Regions from separate parts of the Triticum aestivum genome. Here region 1 is linked to region 2. A link is a contact called in public Hi-C data. All regions are on one chromosome and are shown on one strand. Each heading gives the region's core, a stretch centred on a gene start, on an enhancer-like site or on the middle of the called end of the contact. The rest is flanking DNA. Distances are from core to core; before and after follow the strand shown. Region 1 holds the start of LOC123165306 (histone H2B.3-like). Region 2 holds the start of LOC123170175.

Region 1 (7,167 bases), core at 147-2,646, 360 kb before region 2:
AGACAGCCTCTCCCCTCCTAGAAATCCTCCGCGCCCTCGCCGCCGATTCCTCACCAGCCCTCCAACCTGTTTTATACCAAAAGCTAATAATCCACTTGAGAGACATGCTAGCAAAATATATACACGCAAAATGTTTGAGATGTTTCAAAATCACATATATGAATCCAGAGATTATCATGTTGAGGCTATCAATCCAAACAAACAGTACAAGACAATTCATAGGAAACTTGTGCAACGAGAGAAGTGGTGCCGCCCTCCTTACACAATGTCAACTGCTAATGATTTTCCAAAATTACACTTTTGAATGTGCCCAGTATGAACATATGGGTCTTCTTTGCGCTCATATACTAAATGTCTGTTATATGGAATGTCTATGTGCATATGTTTAGTCCGTAAGTTTAATTATTTTTTATTTTATATCTATAATCTGCTGCCAGGTCATGACTTCTTCGGATATTTCTGACATAACCGGAAACCATATAATGAAAAGATGGGCAATCAATGCTCGTGACATTCTACCTGTTGATCTAGTAATATACCAAAAGGATCATGCTTTGCCTGCACATAATACATTTTTGTTAGAAAACGTAGTAGAAAAAAATCGCCGTACGGTCACCCAGGAACAATATGAAGATGCATAAACGGTTTGGATCACGATCGTTACCGAGTCCGAGTAGCAGCGGAAGTAGACAAATCGGTGTAGATTGTACTTGGAGCATGGAGAGGGAGAAATGGGGGCAACCAGGGTTTAACCCTCGCTGGAGCGGCTTAAAGAGCCGGGTTTGGCCCCTCGGGCAGTTTGCCGGAGCGGCGAAACCCTACGATCTGATGGGTTTCCTCGGGTCCCGCCCGTCAGTTTGATGTGGCAGACGTGTCTGGGTGTCCCATATCCGGCCCACATCTGTGCTGAGTATGAGGGGTGCCGAACAATCCAGCCGTCTGGGCTAGGTTTGAGGGTTCCAGTTGGCCGGTTGGGTGCCGATTTTATGATCCGTCCGCCTGTACCTATTCGGGAGGTTTGAGGAATATACGATTACGGATGCTCTCATACCATATTGTCATTGCGTCTTATTTCGTTGATTTTGATTTGCTCCGGTATGACTTCTGATAATGTGAAGCCAGGAACATGCTTTGCTCTTCGTCAGCTGAGATGGCAGATGGATGGAAAACAGTCACACCCAAAATTCCCGCTACGAAGAGAGTTTGATCTCCCCGCCCAACTTTTGGCCATGTCATCGATCCGCGCCGAAGCTCATCAGGGCCGTCCATCAGAAGCAGCAGCTAGCGGCTGATATCTCTCGATCGATCACCTGACGTCACCGATCCGGGGCACCTACCCCTCCTCCAATCAGAGCGCACCTTCTTCCTCTGCATAAATAAAGTCGCCGCACCCTCCCCATCTCATCACCAACCACCAATCCATTCCCCACCAGCACCTTCCGGCGAAACACAGCACCTCTCCCCGGCGAAGCAGCAGCGTCCAATGGCCCCCAAGGCGGAGAAGAAGCCGGCTGCCGCGGAGAAGACCCCGGCGGCCGAGAAGACCACGGCCGGGAAGAAGCCCAAGGCCGAGAAGCGGCCCCCGAAGTCCAAGGAGGGCGGCGCTGACAAGAAGAAGAAGAAGGCCAAGAAGAGCGTGGAGACGTACAAGATCTACATCTTCAAGGTGCTGAAGCAGGTGCACCCGGACATCGGCATCTCCTCCAAGGCCATGTCCATCATGAACTCCTTCATCAACGACATCTTCGAGAAGCTCGCCGGCGAGTCCGCCAAGCTCGCCCGCTACAACAAGAAGCCAACCATCACGTCCAGGGAGATCCAGACCTCCGTACGCCTCGTCCTCCCCGGCGAGCTCGCCAAGCACGCAGTGTCCGAGGGCACCAAGGCCGTCACCAAGTTCACCTCCTCCTAGACCACGATGGTTCTCTGTAACAGTCACCTGTTTAGACCATGTCGTCTTGTAACTTGCGTTGGTTCTGTGGGAACACACTGTTTCATTACCTCATGAAATGGTAATGGTGCTTCTTTGATCTGTGTCATGGTTATGTATCATGTTCAGTTCTTGTCCCCGTCGCTTCACTTGATCTGTGTCATGGTTCCTGCTATGATCTTGTTTGTGTGAGTTCTGAATCTCCAACTTCTTTTATGCTATGCAACTTATGTTCAGATTTGTGAGCATGGCCTCTGTAATACTCTGCTGACAACGATTCTGAATTTGCAAAGATGTTTCTCTGTCTGTTTCTTAATTTCAGTTTTCAGCTATCGGTTTTAGAGGCTGATTGTGCCTTCGGCATGAGGAGGGGAGGCTGTGGTGGTCGAGTACATGTACATGGTGATGGCGCCGGGGGCTTGAGGCAGCGTCAGGACCCTGTTCCAGTTAACTGACGAAAGTGTCGATTTCTTCGGAGATAGACCCAGTTTCAGTCATAGGATGGCCGTCCTTGCTTCAGCCCTTCCTTCTGCTCGCTGCTCAACTGCCATGCCAGGATCGCCTAAAACGTTACGGTCTGCTCGTTGCAGGCACAAAGGGCGTGTCCGTCTGCTGTTTAGGCATCTGTTGTTCTGACTCGGTAGTATGGCCGTGTGTAAATCTCTGCAGACAACGGCTCATAACTTGAGTGGATGTTTCTCTGTTCCATTTCTCAACACATTTTGACTATGGGTTAACGAGGCTATTGGCCGTGTGGAGGGGAGGCTGTAGCAGACGAGTACATGTACATGGTGGTGGCGCGGCGGCTGGGGCTCGAGGCAGAGGTGAGGTGGCGTCTGACGAGAGTGTCGATTTCTTCAGATATAAATATAGGTTCGCCTCCTCCTAATTAGGCTAAGCTGTTCCCTGTCAGAGGATGGCAGTCCTTGCTTCAGCCCTTCCTTCTGCTGGCTCAACTGCCAGGATCGCCTAAAACGCCTAAAATCGTGTTTTTATCGTCAGGGCTAGGTTTTGAGCAATTCTAGTGTCAAGTTGTTCAGGACTTTCAGTTCTTTCTGCAGGTAGATAATCATTTTCTTATGGGGCTGGGTGCTCCTGCGTATTTCTTATATATAGAGAAAGCGATTTTTTTTTTTTTTTTTTTGCAAAATGGTTGGCAAAACCACATCATATATAAGAAAAAAGAAAGAAGAAAAACACACAACACTGATAACGACCTAAACCGACCACCACCACCACTTAAGACGACCACGGCCCAGAGTGATTGAGAGCAAGATCTTTAGAGTGGCTTCAAGAAGGAAAACGACGCCCATGGACGATGTCATCGTCCGCATCGACCATCATCAACCACAACGTTTTTGCCATATCAACAACCTCCAACGCTGCCACCACTTCGACAGGCACGTACCAACATTGAAAAAGTACCCTTCAATAATGCCTCTAATCATCGCCAGTAACGACCCTCGTCGATCAAAGCTTTCCCCCAAAACGTTATTCCTCGTCACCTTAACACACCTTGTGTATGGGGCGAGCTACTACAAACCTGCAAGACTAAGTCGTGGCTCCGTTTGTATTCATTAGTGGCAGACCACACCGAACTAAGCAGGATATCATCAAGGAGGAACCCTCGAGTCGATGTCGGCACCACATGGACCCTGTCGAGACCACAACACCATTGTGCCAACAACACAAGCAACACCACACCGCACGACCGTGCCGCACCACGGCCAACAAAACACCAGCCGTACCGTCAACAGAGCAGCGACCGCAAGCCTGCATGGTCCAGATCCGACCGGATGTGAGATGCGCCTTGGCAATAGCCGCCACCCCCGACCACCGCTCGCCGCCACCCAGGCTCGAAGATCCAAGCATGAACGCCCCAACACCTTGGCCCCGCTCGTTGTCCCACTGCCCACACAACCGAAGTAGACAGAACAGACAACGTCACGCCACCTCCAACCCGGAGTGTACGCACCCATTGGTCACGCACACCTCAACATCCGTTGCACGACATATATGCCCCTCACAACCCACAACCAACCTCGCCGCCCAAGCTCCGAGCATTCATGTGCGCTGCACAACATGGCGTCCAACATAGGACGCTGTCACACTTGCCAACTCCACCTTCCCCGCCACACCTAGGTGTGCCGAGCAACGCGACTGCCCTCATGCCTCTGTGAACCATCAAGTCGACCTCCACCGAAATGAAGTGCACAGCCGCCACCTTCCTTGATGCATGCTCACGCTTTGCTAGCGGGCCCTATGGCGGCGACATTACGCGGGATCGGGATGATTAACTTCATGTACGAGAGATTGTGCCAGGCCCGCTCTTGCTTAAAGCACCCATGCCTCAAATATGCCCATGAGGAAGGGAGCTTCTATTTGACGCCTTCTATGAAATATCCTATTCGCCGCTCACTGCGGCGAACTGTCGAGCAATCGCACAGAGCAGCGCAGCGAGCCACAGACATGGGCCGGCCCACTTATAGGTAGTGCGGCCAACCGGTTTTGGGCTGAACCTGGTTTTTTCCTGTATCCTTTTTTTCAAGTTCTTTTTGGCTTTCGATTTTTTTCTCTTTTTTTTTACTTTTCTGTTTCTTTTCCTTTTTTAGTTTCTGTTTCTCTTTTTATGTTTTTTTTCAAAATTTCACAACTTTGCAAATTTGTTCGCAAATTTAAGAAAAATGATTCTATTTTTCAATTTTTATTCGTGAGTTTCATTAAATGTTTCAATTAAAAATTTGTTCGCATTTTTCAAAAAAATGTTTGTGTTTGATTTTTTTTCGTGAGTTTCGTAAAACGTTCCCATTTTTAAAATTTGTTCACACATTTAAGTTCAATGTTCAATATTTCAAAAAATTGTTTGGGAGTTCAAATATTTTTTGTTCACATGTTCAAAAAAACTTTCGTTCTTTTCAAAAACTGGTCGGTCTTTCAACATTTGTTCGTCATTTTCAAAAAATGTTCGTGTTTTCAAATTTTCATTTGTTTTGGAATTTTACATTTTAATTCCCAATTTTTTTAAAAAATTCATGCTTTCCAAAAAATTGTTTGCGTTTTCAAAAAATGTTCACGTTTCAATTTTTTGTTCAGAAATTTTAATTTTTTTTCTAAAATGCAAAAAATGTTCGCATTTGGAAAAGTGTTCAAGAATTTCAAGAAATGTTTGCGGTTTAAAAATTTTGTTATATATGTCTTCAAATGTTCTATTTTTTATTTTCTGTTCAGAAATTCAAAAAATGTTCGTGGTTTCAATTTTTTCTTGGAATTTCTTGAAACGTTCCATTTTTTAAACATTTTATTCGAAAATTTAAAAATGTTCGTGCTTTAAAATTTTGTTTGGAATTTCATAATTTGTTCACAACTTACAAAAGATGATTTACTTTTTCAAAAATACTTTCTGTGATTCAAAATTTTTGGGCATATGCAAAAAAATTCCTGCTTGTACAGTTAAAAAAAGTACATTTTGTTTTTAAGATGTTCGCTACAGTAACTATTTCCTGCTCGTATTAGTAGATTTGTCTGGTTGTACGGGCGTCCTAAGTTCTTTTAGATACGCGATGTTATTCTTTTCTAAATGGTAGTCAGCTGGAGTGGCAAGTATCACGCGGTCGCAATCGTTTGGTCGCCAGTTCGATTCCTGGCATCGCGCCAGGCAAAGTTTTTGCTTTCCCTTTTATCTCACGCGGTACAGATCGATGGGCCGGCCCAGTCAGGCTGCCTCCTGTGCGTCGTGACACCAATTTGACGCAAAGAGCGTCCAGTGGGAGCTCCCGCGTTCTATGTCAATTTGGGGTCGCAACGCATACAGCAAGCCCCGAATTGGCCGGCCCATTAGCGTGCTCGCGCATTCGCCCCGCTCATACTATGGAACAATGAAAAAATATATGAAAATATCAAGCGCCCTCAACGGGAATCAAAACATAGACCACCGGTTTACAAAAGTGTGGGTCGCAACGCATACAGCAAGCCCCGAATTGGCCGGCCCATTAGCGTGCTCGCGCATTCGCCCCGCTCATACTATGGAACAATGAAAAAATATATGAAAATATCAAGCGCCCTCAACGGGAATCAAAACATAGACCACCGGTTTACAAAAGTGTGGGTCGCAACGCATACAGCAAGCCCCGAATTGGCCGGCCCATTAGCGTGCTCGCGCATTCGCCCCGCTCATACTATGGAACAATGAAAAAATATATGAAAATATCAAGCGCCCTCAACGGGAATCAAAACATAGACCACCGGTTTACAAAAGTGTGGGTCGCAACGCATACAGCAAGCCCCGAATTGGCCGGCCCATTAGCGTGCTCGCGCATTCGCCCCGCTCATACTATGGAACAATGAAAAAATATATGAAAATATCAAGCGCCCTCAACGGGAATCAAAACATAGACCACCGGTTTACAAAAGTGTTGTCGATAAACCAATGCACTTGACGATAATACATTGGTAAAAAGCAGCGCTAATTTTTAAGAACTAACCACAACGCCAGATATGAACACCGTTTCAAAAAAATTGAGCAAATTTCTTGCAAAGTGTAAAAAATAAATAAAAGGCAAGTAATTTTTGAAAGTCTGAACATTTTGTGATAGATGTTAACAATTTCTGAAATTTTAAACTTTTTTGAAATGCGATTATTCCACTCTGCCTGGAAGTCTGCCGACTCCACCCAAGACCTCGCCGGAAAGGGAAACGAACGCTGGAAAGATTATTTCAAACGGGCACCATCTCCCCCAACATGACTGCGCCACTCACACAAACTACCCTACTATCTACACACCGGGACCCAGATCCGGGGTTCCCCCACTCTCCCGCCGCCGGAGCAGCCGCCGAAGAGGGAGGGAACCACCGGCCTGGCAGGCGGCGGAACCAAGGAACGTGGGTCGCCTCCTTTCGCTCTGGGGTAGTTAGAAAAGGAAGGAACCGATGAGTTACTTTCTAGGCATCTGTGCATAGCTTTTTTTAGGGGTGTCACCAAGCTTTATTACTCAAACTCCAGATGGAGAGGAATACAAAAGGGATCATGTGGGCTCAACAACCACACATGTCTTCCCTGAACAAGAGAGTTTGAAAACTTGGCTAACATATGGGCATCTAAATTTGAGGGACGCCCTTCAAAAGTAAAAGAACAATTAAAGTTTAAAGCTCTTGTCTTAATCTCTCTAATGATAGTACCATAGCCACCTTTGGTACCTCTTTCAATATCACCAATGACTTGCTTCAAGTCCGAGGCAACC
Region 2 (6,350 bases), core at 2,662-5,161:
CCTTCCTGGGTAACTGCCATTCCGCCGGTCGCTCTCTTCACATTCTTCTCCTCACATGACAGGAGGGGGAAATAATATTATTACCCTAAGATCCAACCACTGCGTGAAAATTAGTCTTTTGATGTGATTCCTGGGGTGTTCCCCACGGATCTGAACCTTTGGGGCAAACAAAAAAAATCTGGTGTTTTATGGGGTTGTTGCCTGGGGCAGGGGCAGGGAGCTTAGGTTATGGCCCAATCCATGTCTTTTACTTTTTCAGTGAGCCTCAGTTTTAAGGTTTATTGCTCAAGTTGTTTGCTACACCAACAGGGAGGGTATCGGCTTGCTTGAGTTGCTAGAGAAAGGAAAATAATTGAATTACTTGCTGCCGAATGAGCGTATACACTACACACTTCTTCCTTGGATAAAAGGCGCAACGGCCACCTAATTTCGTTACTGAAATTGTTTCGATTTCGGTACCACAGGTTCCACAATGCAAACCAGGCTCCACAAGCCGCGGCCTAACAACAGCGTTGGAACGGCCAGAAGCACAACTAAGAATTGACACTGAGAAAACTAGTAGCAAAACTAAAGGCTTCATCAGGACACCACAGACTGGCACCTTTCTTCCGGTCTTCTGACCACCGGCCTACTACAGGAAGTAATTCAACGATTTTCCTTTGTCGAATGTGTTTCTTGTGTTCGTTCTTCTGGAAGCCAGCTCATAATTTCATCGGTCAGACAGATTGGAAAAGCCACAGTAGTAGGACCCCTAGGAAGAATACCTCAAAAACATGCTTCATTCCCCGTTTTCCAAATAGCCCAAATGGACAAGGTCAGGCACGCAACCCCTACTGCCAAATTGCAAAAATCCAAGAGGTACATTAACGATAAGTGAAAGCAGTAACAGAATTACGCCGAAATGGACAATAGACTGCACTCCATGTGTACTTGGCACCACTAAATTGTTGCAAAGAAGACTGCAAAACACCCATTGAAACTACACTGCAAAAAGTTACAATTTGCATCTGGTTTGATTTCTCTTTTGTGCACTTTCAGGTCATTGTGTGTTTTGATTTGAGTAATTAGTGGCTATTACTCGTCTACCAGTTAGTTTTAGTTAAAATTGAACCTGACTAAATATCCAGGCCCTTTGCTGTCACATGAGTTTCAACCTGTTGTGATGTCACTGCTTCCACTTGAAGAGGCTGTGAGGACAAGCATTGTTTCGATGAGTTGGAAAATGCTCTGGACATTCCACTGTAATCTGTGTTTTTATGGCCCAAGTGATCTGGATTTACAACTGATGAATGATCCATTGATGATCTTCTCAAAATAAAACGACCTAAGTTCATTAAGGCTGTAAATTGGCCTATTCAGTGGCATAGTGGGATAGGGATCGATAAGTTCTGCATCAGTTGTGGCTTGCACAAAGAGGACTTTTATAATCTTGACAGGTGGATTCACTTTGCCGCTTCATCGAAAACAAAGATCATAGCTTTTGGTCTGAAGAAAACTTATTCGCCATCCGAAGAAGTTCATCACTTTCCTCTTGAGGCCTTGGGTGTTCAAGGCAGCTCTTCTGTGCAGTCCTTGTCTCTCGCTGCTGTTTCTATAAAGCCACACCCGGTATATGTGGCTTTACAATATTCAGAAGACTTAATCTGGAATGTGTTCAGATATCTGAAGACTTTCCAGGCTTGCTAGCAAACTGTTCGGCACTTGAGGACATAGAGATCACAGAGTAATTTGGTGTCGAGATGGTTGACGAGCAAACTTTCCAGGCTTGCTAGGAAAGTTGTACTAAAGCAGTGACAAATTATATGGGTTTGAGGGAGTAACTAATTTAAGCATACCACACCAACTTGACGAGCTTCAACATTTACTAATTGACAGAATGAATGTCGAGATGGTTGAGTTTCATGTTGCTGATCTTGCTCATTTTGAGTACGAAAGACGAGATTCCTAAACACTTCATGGTTGCTCAAAATTAGTGAAGGCTACAGTAATGTTTAAAGGCAGCAAAGGACTGGCCTGTGTATTCACTCACTGTTTCTGGCAGCGAAGGCTACAATTAGTTCCAATCATTTTGCCAGTGATGATACTAAATGTGCAATCTTATATGCATGGATATGAATAGGTTAGCTGGTGTTTATTTATTTATTCATTCTTGTTTGCGTACATTATAGTCCTGAAACTGGTTTTAGTGTCATGTTATTTGTCCTTGTCATGTTTCAGTTGCAGAAGCTGACAACGAAACCACATGGCATGTTTATGCATTCCAGGCATCTGAGTTGTCCAATTAAGTGTCTTCTCTAGACAGCCAAATGTTGATAATGAAGTTCTTCAGCTTGCCCGCTGCTTGGGTGTTGCACCCCGACTGGAGACGTTGCATTTGGATGTGAGTGCCATTTTATTAGTTTAGATAAACAAATACATGGATCTCAAGTATAATGATGCTGCATGATTGCATCATTCTACAGGAAAGACCTGTGCTTGGACTACTTGCTCCGATTGATCGCAAACTTTGAAATGTAGATGGTATATCTGAACCTTGACGACGTTGGGAGTGATGGAAGGCTCCCATATGCGTCACCATGATCATCTCAAGACGGTCCACATGAGCGTGTTTCGGTGCTACATTGCTCAGGTCAAGCTGGGGTGCTGTATCTTACAGCCAAGGGTTGCGGCCAGTATGTTTCCCATCCAGGATCATGGCGTCGGGTGTGCTGCCCGGGAGGTCAGCAGATGGGCACAGCTACCTCGGAGCGCTTCCATATAAGGTGATCAGAGTCTCAGGTGCCCCTTCACAGTGAGTGAGTAAGCCGATCCTTTGACTGTCCCCATCTGTGTACTATGTGCTGTGACCATGCCATCTTTTTTTTTTCTTTTTTCTTCTTGCTTACAAGAGGTCTATTTGTCCCTGTCAGGTGCCGCTGAAGCTACTACTGACTGCTGAAAGAACTTGAGTGATGAATGCTCAAACAAAGTTTGGGGTCGATTGGGGTCAATCGAGTGCCGATGGAGGCATCATGTAATACTGATGATGGCGGGTCCCGTAAGCCAGTTCGCTGGGTTCTTGAGAGCCTGTCGTGCAAAGAGATAATGATGTCAATGTGATGGTTAAACTGGCTGTGTTTTATTCTTCTGGGGCAAGGATCACACTAAACACGCATCTTAAGTCTGATATATAGAAGGAGCACTGGTGAACCATTTGTCTGGCTGTACTGACTGCCGTTGCAAAAAGTGAATCTGAGCTGTGTGATTGCAAAAAGATTCTGTGGTTGGAGAAGCTAAAAAATGAATCAGATTTGTGACTACAAACACCCTCTGACTACAAATAGATTATGCGGCTAAAGAAGTTAAAAATACATAACTGCAGATTGTTTGTAGGTGCTTCAAAACATAGATTCTGTAAGGAAAATGAGCTAGATTACGTGGGTAAAGAAGTTCGAAAATGAAACTGCAGATTATTTGTAGATGGTTTTGAAGGTGACTACGTTGGTAAGAAGAAAAATGTTGTACACAAGAAAGAAAATAATGTGGGAAAAAAAAGATTTTTATGTCTGTCAGACAACCACCGGGCCACCCTGCACAGGTCTAAGCCAGGCAGGAACGATCCTCTACAGCCGTCGGATCCATCCATCAGATGGATCTGGCCGTTAATCACGCTCGGGCCCAGTGGTCAGAATGCATCAACCAGACTGAAGTGCTTGCCTCCTTATTGGTAAAGGATGCAGCGGTACGAGCCTATAGAACAGATCCTGTTCAAGTAAGGTCGTGCAATGTTTCGCAGCGCCGCGCCTTATAAACCGGTTCCGCTCCCTGTAAACTTCCGAGGTGGGACTAATGTCTGGGATGTAACGCTGCAGCGCAGCGCCTCCCCCTGGCGAGGGATGAGAAGGGCTCGTGTGGGCCTCGGCCCGTAAAGTTGGGCTGGAGAATAAACGGAATCCAGCCCATCTGTCTCTCCCATTGCTTTCCTTTTTCGACTTCACTAACTGCTCCACGGAGCTCCGCCGATCTTACAGCAGCAATGGCCGGAGCAGGAGAAGATGACGGCGAAGTAGCTCTCCTCCTCCTCCCGCTCCCTCCTCTAGGTCAGCAAGCAAGCAGATCGATCGACTGCGAGATCCTTCCCCCTTAACCCGCCGCTCCTCCCTCCCTGCAGCCCACGGACGCCGCAGGGGCGGAGCACCGCCACGGCGTCGGCGACGAGCCTTCCTTTCAGGGTAACCACCATTCCGCGAGTCCCTCTTTTCTCTTTCTTCTCCTTGAACCACAGCAGGGGGAAAAAAATATTTGCTCAAGCATTTCACTGTTACCCTGAGGATCCATTCCAATCAGTGCGTGAAAATTAGTCCTTGATGTGATTCCTGTGGCGTTCCCCACGGATCTGTACCTCTCGGGAAAAGTAATAAATTAAAAATAATTGTGTTTTATGGGGTTTGTTGCCTGGGGCAGGGGCATGGAGCTTAGATTATGGTCCAATCCATGTCTTTTACTTTTTCAGTGAGCCTCACTTTTAAGGCTTATTGCTCAAGTTGTTTGCTAGACTTGCTTGAGTTGTTGGAGAAAGGAAAATCGTTAGAGTTACTTGCTGCCGAATGAGCCTCTACACCACAGACTTCTTCTTTGGATAAAAGGCGCAACTGCCACCTAATTTTGTTACTGAAATCGTTTCGGCTTCGGTAAGACGGTAACACCACATTCGGGTTTTATTATTCAAATCAGACTGCACAAGCCGTGAACTGACAACGCCAGACGCACGGCCAAAAAAAAATTGACACCAAGAAAACTAGCAAACTAAAGGCTTCATCAGGACAGTGCAGACATGACATACATACATCCTGACGCGGTGACGCCCTCAGCCTGCTTCCGGTCTTCTGACCACCGGCCTACTGCAGCCGTGCTGGCTAGAGAAATCTTCAGACGCCACCGGGGACAGCTTGCCGGGCCGCCCGCTGAATGTGCTTCCTGTGTTGGTTCTTCAAGAAGCCAGCTCATGGATTCATAGTAGGATCCCTTGGAAGAGTACCTCAAAAACATGCTTCATTCCTCGTTTCCCAGATAGCCCAAATGAACAAGGTCGGGCACGCAACCCCTACTGCTAAGTTGCAAAATCCAAGAAGTACATTAATGATAAAGTGAAAGTAGTAACAGGATTGCACCGAAATGAACAATAGACTACACTCCACGTGTACTTGGCACCACTACAAAACACCCATTGAAACTACACTAGAAAAAGTTGCAATCTGCATCTGGTCTGATTTCTCTTGCACGTAGTTTCAGGTCATTGTGTGTTTTGATTTGAGTGATTAGTGGCTATCGCTTGCCTACCAGTTAGTTTTAGTTAAAGTTCAGCCCGACTAAAAATTCAGGCTCTTTCTTGTCACAGGAGATTCAACCTGTTGAAGTTGGAAAATGCTCTGGACGTTCCACTGTAATCTGTGTTTTTATGGCCCCAGTGATCTGGATTATCACACTGATGAACAATCCATTGATGATTTTCTCAAATAAAACGAGCTAAGTTCCTTGAGGCATAGTGTGATAGGTATTGATAAGTTATGCATCAGGTGTGGCTTGCACAAAGAGGACTTTGATCATCTTGACAGCTGGATTGGCTTTGCTGCTTCATCAAAAACAAAGCAAAGATCATATCTTTTGACCCGAAGATACTTATTCGCCATCCGAAGAAGTTCATGTTCATCACTTTCGTCTTGAGGCCTTGGGTGTTCAAGGCAGATCTTGTGTGTAGTTCTTGTTTCTCGCTGCTGTTTCTATAAAGCCACACTCAGGTATATATGGATTAAGTATACCACGCTAACTTGACAAACTTCGACATTTACTAATTGACAGAATGAATGTTGAGATGGTTGAGTTTCATGCTGCCGATCTTTGCTCATTTTTAGTAGGAAGGACAAGAGATCCCTATAGTACTTCATGGGTGCTCCAAATTAGAGAAGGCTACGATAATGTTCAGAGGCAGCAATGGACTGGCCCCTGTATTCACTTTAGTTCCAAGCATTTTGCCAGTGAAGATACTAATTGTGCAAGCTTATATACATGGATATGAGCAGGTTACCTGGTGTATTTATTTATTCATTCATTCTTGCTTGCGTACATTATAGTTCTTGATTGAAACTGGGTTTTAAACTCATCTTATTTGCCCTTGTCATGTTTGAGTTGCAGAATCTGACAACACCACCACATGGCACGTTTATGCATTTGAGCCATATGACTTGTCAATTAATTGTCTTCTCTGGACAACCAAATGCCCATAATGGAATTCTTCAACTTGCCCGCTGCTTGGATGTTGCGCCCCGACTGGTGAAGTTGCATTTGGATGTGAGTGCCATTTTATCAGTTTA

The links. A called contact is a pair of places that touch in the nucleus more often than the background predicts.
Region 1: a contact with region 2 is called in a Hi-C map of leaf, with 4 times the contacts expected there. The contact joins the promoter of LOC123165306 here to the promoter of LOC123170175 in region 2. A contact is called at or near these places in 3 of 5 Hi-C or Micro-C datasets (leaf and root) and 1 of 1 datasets of contacts at active chromatin or transcription factors (leaf).

What each region holds. Positions count from the first base shown.
Region 1 is chr7D:590,644,047-590,651,213 of IWGSC CS RefSeq v2.1, reverse strand. LOC123165306 (histone H2B.3-like) reads left to right here and starts at 1,396. Exons shown (of 1, transcript XM_044582934.1): 1 at 1,396-2,032. The coding sequence starts at 1,484. The coding sequence ends at 1,912.
Region 2 is chr7D:590,291,830-590,298,179 of IWGSC CS RefSeq v2.1, reverse strand. LOC123170175 reads left to right here and starts at 3,911. Exons shown (of 4, transcript XR_006485072.1): 1 at 3,911-4,079; 2 at 4,151-4,211; 3 at 6,172-6,327. LOC123171796 (small nucleolar RNA U3) reads right to left here and starts at 3,761; the gene lies at 3,543-3,761. It also overlaps the pseudogene LOC123166747.